Linked DNA regions of Mus musculus: region 1 is linked to region 2. Evidence: chromatin contacts called from public Hi-C data. All regions are on one chromosome and are shown on one strand. Each heading gives the region's core, a stretch centred on a gene start, on an enhancer-like site or on the middle of the called end of the contact. The rest is flanking DNA. Distances are from core to core; before and after follow the strand shown. Region 1 overlaps Ppfibp1 (PTPRF interacting protein, binding protein 1 (liprin beta 1)). Region 2 overlaps Ppfibp1 (PTPRF interacting protein, binding protein 1 (liprin beta 1)).

Region 1 (3,759 bases), core at 386-2,885, 87 kb after region 2:
CGCAGGGCTGGCTGTGGCCAGCTTTGTCACCCAGTTCTCAGGAGCAGGTCAGACTTGAGATGATTTTGCCACTTGAGATGATTTTGTATGTCCCCTGCTGTCAGATCTGATTTTATATACATTTCAACTGGAAATCCAGATCTGTGAATTCCCGTAGTATAAAAATCTCTTGTCTGAATATATATTAACTTTCCATCTTTTAAAATGACACACAAACCGTACAGAGTAGCCGAGTGGAGCCTGCTGTTGGGGAGTACTATGCGGTACTTGCTTTTGCTTGCTTCCTCATGGTGTTCCTAAGTACAGAGAAAATGCCTTTATCTTTATGTTTCGAACGATGTGGATCAAAGAGTATTTATTCAGCTGGTATCCCAGGGGGAAGACTTGTAGATCTGCATGGAACCCTGGGGATGAGGGATGGGCTTCACTGTTTGTTTCCTGGGCATGTGGTGCAGTACCCTGGCTTTTTCCTTTTCCTCTTTGGTGTTGGGACCTGAACTCATGCTAAGTGCACCACAGCACTCTTCCTTTGCCCTTGCTTTGAACGCACTTGTGACCATGTTCATCTTGGAAGAGCTTGTAGAATTTGAGGTCTTTATTCACCTTTGCTCCTTTTTATTATTGATCCGTGAAATCTGCGTGGTCCTTTGTGCCTGTTTCCTCACTTCCTCTGTGGCTCCCGACTAGTAGTCTCTTACCATCGCCTTCAACATCAGATTTTCCTAATGACAACTGAAATGGTTTTAATGCGTAAAGAAACTGCAAATCTCTCATCAGCACCATGTTTCTCCTAAATTGAATAGGAATCCTTGGATCATAAGGCAGCATAGGGCTGCAGAGGCTGCCCGGTGGTAGAGAGCCTGCCTATCCTAGCATGCACAAGTCTTGGGCTTGATCCACACAAAGCGAAATATAAATAGCAAAGGGTAGGACCACTGTCCTCTTGTTAAGTTTGTGATGTTTTAAACCACCGTGAGTGATGGATCTTAGTCCTCATTCCAGTTAGAGAATGAGCCATGCTTTGGGGCCCAGAGCCTTTCAAACTCATAGCCTCTTGCTTTGATTTAATAGGTAAGTGTGTTGACAGACCAGGTGGAGGCTCAGGGAGAGAAGATTCGGGATTTGGAGTTCTGTCTTGAAGAGCACAGAGAGAAGCTGAATGCCACTGAAGAAATGCTGCAGCAGGTATGGGCCAAAGCTGGTGGGGGAGGGGATGCTGGATTGTGTTATCTGAGGTGCAACATTCCTGTCTTGTCTCAGCAGCAGTAAATTCCAGAATCCCTAGACTGTTTTGTTTGAAGTCTAGAGTAGCAGAGTCTAAAACCACAGAGACACACAACACTGTGCAGTTATGAGAGAACACAATATTACAGGAATTATAAGTTGATCTTTTGCGCTCATATTATTTCTAACTCTCAACCGTGAGATGAAAAATCACCATATGTGGCTTGTTAAGGCAAAACCTCATATATATATATGCGTCCCAGTGCGTACATGGGGCTTGTGGATGAAAAGCCTGTGATGCCGCAGAGACTGTATTTGGATGCAGAGTTGCTGCTGTTGAACATCAGTCTGTGCTATTGCCTGCCTTGACAGGCTCCGGACCTCCCTGTCCTCGTGATCTAGGCTTCCATGTTTCTAGAAACCCTGATAAATGAGGCTGATAAGCTCTTCTTCCTCAGGAGACTTTTGCAGGGACTGAACTCATGAGCATGTCTCCCAGTTCCTGATATAGCAGGCACCATGCACAGCACCATCAGTGCTGTCGTTGGGCTCAGGAGTCTGCCAGATGCGTCTCCCCGACACCCTGATGACACGTTGTAGTTCTGTTCAGAAGAGGTCACTAGATTAAGTGATCCTCAGCCGTGTGGTGTGTGGCAGTACTTCACCCACAGGCTACACTTAACCGTTGCCGCTCTGCCGTCACGACAGAAATGTGTAATGTAAAACTTGTGAACATCTGGAATCCTAACAGGAGCTTCTGAGTAGGACCTCCTTAGAGACACAGAAGCTGGAGCTGATGGCTGAGATCTCTAACTTGAAGTTAAAACTGACGGCCGTAGAGAAGGACAGGCTGGATTATGAAGATCGGTTCAGAGACACAGAGGTAAGTAGCGCATGCTCGCATGCTCGCATGCTCGTTCTGTCTCTTCCCTCCCTCCTCAGCCCTCACTGTGCTCCTTAGGGCAAGAGCACTGCTCAGTCTCTTCATCAGACTGATTAAGGCTTTTAACCCCCTTTGATGTTTGAGACATGGTTTCCCTGTGTAGCCTGGCTGTCCTGGAACTCACATTGTAGACTAGGCTGGCCTCGAACTCAGAAATCCACCTGCCTCTGCCTCCCGAGTGCTGGGATAAAGGCTTTTGCCACCACCATCTGGCTTTATTTTCCTGTAAGAGTCTGTTTAGACTTTTCCCTTTTCCTTACCCTCTCATCCCTAATAGAACAGTTGCTGTTGAACCTTCGTAGTAGCTGGGGCTGCAGGAGGATTGTTTCAGTGGTGGTGGGAGGAGGCTGTAGGGATGGGAACTAGGAGGCTGGATGGCGGATAGGAAGGGAGTTGAGGAGGCTGTCCACACTGTAGGAGGCGGAGTCTTACTTACCTGGTGCACTGTGCTTAGTTTAATCTGGTTATGAGGCTGGTTGTGAGGTTTTGCAGCAGGTGTTTGTCACGCCTTGTTTCTCCCTACTTCTGTCTTCTCCTGTGTTCTCATCCAGGGACCCTGAGAACCTCTAGAAAACACAATCCTTGATCATATCCTATGAAATAGTTTACACTGCTGATATAAGGGTGTACACATATTCACAGGATACATTACAGTATATTTGGTAATTTTACATTTATATTTAAAATAATCAAAATAGCATTCAGACGTTGAAACAGAATAGAATATGTACATGTTCTGGCTTAATGTCCCCTTAAAAATAAAACTTTTAGCTAGCTATTCTGCAATCCTGAATCGCTTAACACTGCCATAATTTTGAGAGTTTGGATGTTGGTTTCCAGGAAAATGTTGAAGTAAGTGGGGAACATTTATAGGTGTTTCCAAAACCTAGTGCGTTAAAATCTTTAAACCTTGAAGATTTGCGCCCCCTTCTGGTGTAGGCACAGATGGCTAAAATGCAGAGCTCTGAGTAGCGCCTGAGCTGATAAGTGTAGTAGTTTAGATTACATTGGTTTTTAAAAAGATTTTCTTTCCTTTTCTCTTTTTGCATTAAAGAGGTAGTTCCATATTTTCCAGCCCGACTTGTCTTGGGCATATCAAGCTTCTCACAGGTTGGAACTTCAGATTCATATTTAATCCATTGCCACCAAAAACAATTGGATAGTTTGTCTTTAAAAAAAAATAGGAAAATGGCCCCACTATGTAATTTGGTTTTCTATAATTCTTCCTTCATCTTTGCAGTCAGCACTAAAGGAAGGGGTAATGTTTATAGCAGTCCCTGCCGGGGGTTCAAAGCTGCCTGTTAACAATAGCAAAGCCTGAAAGATCAAAGGAAGGAAGGCCACTCCTGGCTTCTATGCAGGCAAGATAAGCTAGCAAGAGAAACCAATTCTTTTTAAACTTGAATTCAAATTATTTAAACAACTTTCACAAGTACATTTTTAAAATGGCAGTAGAAATGGTATACAATTATATTCTGTTATAAAATCATTTAGGCTTTTAAAATTTTACATGTATAAAATTATGTTATTGTATTAGATATATGAATATACTATATATATATATATATATATATATATATATATTAATTAGA
Region 2 (4,238 bases), core at 1,084-3,583:
CAAACTGTGGCCTCGATTTGTATAGAGTTATCCCACAATCAATTTTTTATCTATGGGAAGGTAGCTGAAACAGGGGCTGTGACAGGTTTCCTCGATGCCTGGGCCCTTTCCCCTTCAGGCTCTGAGGTGTGGTCTTAACTGGGCCCTGGACCTGCACTCAGTTGCTCATCAGCTGTACCACCCCAAGCTTGAAGATGAGGTAACATTATGGAACACTTGGCTGTTTTGGTAAGGCCTTTCACTGCGGCTTTTATAGCTGCTTCTTACCTCAATGTTATGAGGTTAAATACCATCTTCATCTCCATTAATTTGGGAGGAAACCATCACTCAATGGAAGTGTTGTTAAAACAGAGCTTCTGACTCCAGGGCTGATGGGCTCCACTTAGGAGCAGCCCTGTCACTGTAGTCAGGGTCCTGAATTCCTTGGTGGAACTAGTAGGTAGTGTGCAGCTTCCAATATCTTAGGTTTTGGAATCAGTTGTACCTTGGATAGAATAGGATTCTATTCAAGGGTGCTCTTGTTTTAGGATTACAGTTCTGTTCCTTACCCACCCCGAGCTCTGTCTTCTCATCAGTAGCATGAAATAACTTTGCTTTTTAGGATTGTTGGATTAAATTGAGATGCCTATCATAATACGTGGCTCATTTTCTGTGGGAGTTCAGCAGATTATGTCTTAGTTCTCAATTTAAAAAAAATGCAACTTTTCTTTTTTGTTCAAAAGTTTTAGAATATCTGATAAGTGAATTTTTCTTTTTTCTTCTTTTCTTTTCTTTTTCAAATATTTTATTTAGATGTGAGAAAATTTCCCTGTTCAGTGCTTTTTTTTTTTTCCCCCTTTCTATTGTGGATAAGTTACCTGCTCCTCACAGGTCTTTCTGTTTTGTTGAGTTCATCATGAACTTAGGACTGTGCTCATAGTCAAGGCAAAGTGTGTTTTGTCTGTTTATTCACGTGAAACACAGCTCTTGCGAAGGGTGATAGCTCAGTCATTCCTTTGCACATAGCTAAGAGTTTTGGCATCCTTTAAAGAGTTGTTACTTTTCCATGCTTTATTAACAGAATCATGAGAAAAGAATATCAAGCTTAAGTTATCATGCTGTGTAGAAGTCAGGTTTGGTTGGTGCTGGTGCTAAGCCCTTATGACCTAAGAGAACGGCACTAATAGGAAGTCTCTGCATGAAGAATTCCACATGAGGTTATCTTGTCATTTAACTTCTATTGTGTGTATGTTCAGGCTTTGCATGTTAATGAATTAAGCCAAATAGTTTATGCTTTCAGAATTCTAAGCCAATATGCTTTTTATTCTGCAGAGTTAAAGAAAGACATTCATTGGGAATCCCCTTTATGCTCTATTTATTTAATTTTAGTCCCTGAAGCCATGATTGTGTTTAATTAAAAAATTTTTTTATTATTATTTTATGTGTATGGGTGTTTTGCCTGCATACATGTCTGTATATCACATGTATTCTGATGTCCAAAAAGGCCAGAAGAGGGCATTGGATCTCCTGAAACATAGTTATTGATAGTTGTGAGCTGTTATGTATGTGCTGAGAAGTGAACCTGTGTTCTCTAAAAGAGTCATCTTCAGCCTTGTGGTTACACTTCAGCAGTGAATTAACTCAGTATTTGAATAGAAAGTGAGTTATAATTACAGGAAAGAGCTTCTGAGCTGGTGACTGACAGCCTTGGTTTGGATCTTGGAGCTTGGATCTATTGTGTGGTTTTCTCATCTTCTTTCCTGCATCTTGGTAGGAATGGAGAGGATATGGGAAATTTTCCTCATGTAATACATATAAGTTCATAAATTAGAATTATAATATAATTTAGGGCATGTACATTCCATAGGTAAGACATAGATACAGTAAGCATCAGTGATTATGTAAATTGGTGTGATTTCTACATTCCCTTACATGTTTAATGCTCAGGGGTCATTGGCCAAATCTTGGGACTGCTGCAGACTGAGGCTTGAACATTGTAAAATGTTGTGCCATTGGCCAGTTGGAACTGTTTCACTAAAATTCCAGTCTTGCAGTTTGACTGGAAGTTAGAGTGGATATTTGGGGACGGAGGTAGAAGTGGAAGTAACAGTGAGGAAAGTTGAAATTGATGAGGAGAGAAAGGAAGAATAAGACTGATACTGATCTGACTATTTATTGATGGCCCTGAAGGACTGGAGAGAGTGGTTCATGATCTTGAGATAGGAACCCAGCAGGCAGCTCTGTGCTAGTAGTCACTTGAAGTCATGTTGGCTCCAGCCCTTTGAAACAAGGCAGGGGTGGTGCATGCAGGAGTGGAGCGTGCCAGCTGTTTTGTGTTTTATTGGCTGCTTGGCTGATGGAGTTAATGGAGTGATTAGCTTCCATTAGTGTTTGCCTTAGCTGAGTCTCTGTTGATGGCATGAAGATCCCCTTCTGACTTCCTGTGTCCCAGCATCTTTTATTGCAGAAAGAGAATGCCAAGTTGGCATGAGTAAATCCTGCAAGGGCCTCAGATAACAGCAGACAGCACCCAATGACCAGGGACAGTCTTTTCTAAGTTACTATGACTAAGGAGTCTGTGAGCTGTTTAAAGTGTCGTGTCTACTTCCCTCCGCATATATGCATTTGACATGAAGTGCATTGGTGAGTGAAGCTCATTGTGGTGAACTTGACCCTTCCAACCTCTGTCATCTGTACTTTGGAAGTTGTGGTTTGTTATCAACAACAGAAGATCTGGATTATTTAGAGTCAGAGAGGCAGGTGGGGGATTGGCTCTGCCCCAGGATTATGTGCCATTAACAGTCCCTGTCTTTATGAAATACTGGTCTGTAGCATGAAGGTGGGAGGGAGAGAAGTAGGGGGAGCCAGACTTTCAGGGGTTTTGTATACAAGTTTGAAAAAATACTTAGACAAATTGGAACTGGACAGATTAAAAACTCTGAGTCTTTGGAGGGAGGAAAGGGAAGGTGAAATGATGTAATTACAATCTCAAGAATGATGACGATGATAATTATTACTATAAGGAAAACTCCCACACCAAGATTCTGGCAGTCTGACCCCAATGTTGATAAGCTTTGTGGTCTTGGACAAGCCATGCTGCCAGTTGTAGACTGAGTATGATAATTCCAGGCCAGCTTTCATAGGAGGGCTTTCAGGCTAAAAAATGAGATCAGATGTAAAAATGCTGACAAACATTAGACAGAATTGTACGGTTAGGCTAAGTTTTCATTTGAAGTATATTTTCTTCCCTTTAAACAACCTGACCACCCCAATCTTGCAGTAATAGGAAGTAGTCATTGCTTTCCCTCTGACTCCTGGTGCTGTGACAAGTTTCCTTTTGTCTCATACCCTTAGCCTGTATGGATCCCAGCCAGCCTCTTAGGGTTTTCTGAAAGAAGATGCAGCTTACCGTGCAAAGCAGTATAGGAGCTCCCAAGTCCTGCTGCAGCCCCTCCCCTGTCTGGTCTCTTGGGGGATTACAAAAATTACTACCATGTCATCAGTATCAACCCCAAACCTTTGTTCTTGTTAGTAAAGATTTGGAATGCTGTTCCAAGTTCAGTGTATACTTAAGATAGAGAAGTTCTTGACAGGTAGCTTAGCAGGGTGAGTCTACTGGGGTGTGAGGGTGGGGTTGACAGTGCCAGTTTGGGCACCCTTTGTACGAGTGTCAGTTCATAGCGCCATGTGATGTTGTGATGTGCATATTATTAGTTAAGATAGGTCTTACTGTCCTGACTTGTGACCTTGCTGTACTCCTGTACATCACTTAACTCCTGTGGTTGTTTACTAGCTTCGGTTGGTGTTCAGAAAGTGGTCAGAGCTGACTGCTAATTATTTGTAGTTTTTAATTGAATGGCCACCTAACAAGTGTTTTTAAAATTTCAGCCTTCATGAGACTTTTGAGGGAGCTTGTAGTGTCCTCAGCACAATTTAAAATAATTCTCCAGACTTAGATTGCCTAGAAGCTCCAAAGTGGGTGTCAAGTGGAGTTACGCTGTGTGTCTGTTAGGAATCAAACACAAGTGTAGATGTGGCAAGACACTTTATCTGCCAGGTTGGGAAATTTGGACCCTGTAGCCAAATGAAGGGGGGGATCATAACCTCCTTGTTAATTATTAAACAGCAGGCCTGTGGCTTCTTGGAAGTTCACATGATGCTTGGTGATACATATGCCTGATTGTGGTGTAGTGGGGCCTAGCTTCTGGATTTCTGAAATGGCTGATTCCAAATTGAATAATTTTCCCCAAGTGTGAATT

What was found. Hi-C and Micro-C count contacts between places; a contact is called where the count stands out from the background.
Region 1: a contact with region 2 is called in a Hi-C map of the N1E-115 cell line, with 6 times the contacts expected there. The contact joins two enhancer-like sites. A contact is called at or near these places in 3 of 39 promoter capture datasets (the 3T3-L1 cell line and hippocampal neurons), 6 of 484 Hi-C or Micro-C datasets (DN3 thymocytes, the N1E-115 cell line, dorsal root ganglion neurons and 3 more) and 4 of 9 other capture datasets (adipose tissue, embryonic stem cells, liver and 1 more).

The regions. Positions count from the first base shown.
Region 1 is chr6:146,991,331-146,995,089 of GRCm38.p6, forward strand. Ppfibp1 (PTPRF interacting protein, binding protein 1 (liprin beta 1)) reads left to right here. Exons shown (of 31, transcript NM_001355728.1): 6 at 1,072-1,185; 7 at 1,976-2,107. Among named protein-coding and RNA genes, the nearest start is that of 1700034J05Rik, 39 kb to the left of the region's middle. Within about 2 kb of position 1,636, at least 9 of the 459 cell types and tissues checked have an H3K27ac peak or open chromatin away from gene starts, as enhancers often do. A contact at or near this core is called in the N1E-115 cell line, where this site is marked.
Region 2 is chr6:146,903,933-146,908,170 of GRCm38.p6, forward strand. The region is part of intron 1 of Ppfibp1 (PTPRF interacting protein, binding protein 1 (liprin beta 1)); the gene reads left to right. Among named protein-coding and RNA genes, the nearest start is that of Ppfibp1, 18 kb to the left of the region's middle. Within about 2 kb of position 2,334, at least 22 of the 459 cell types and tissues checked have an H3K27ac peak or open chromatin away from gene starts, as enhancers often do. A contact at or near this core is called in the N1E-115 cell line, where this site is marked.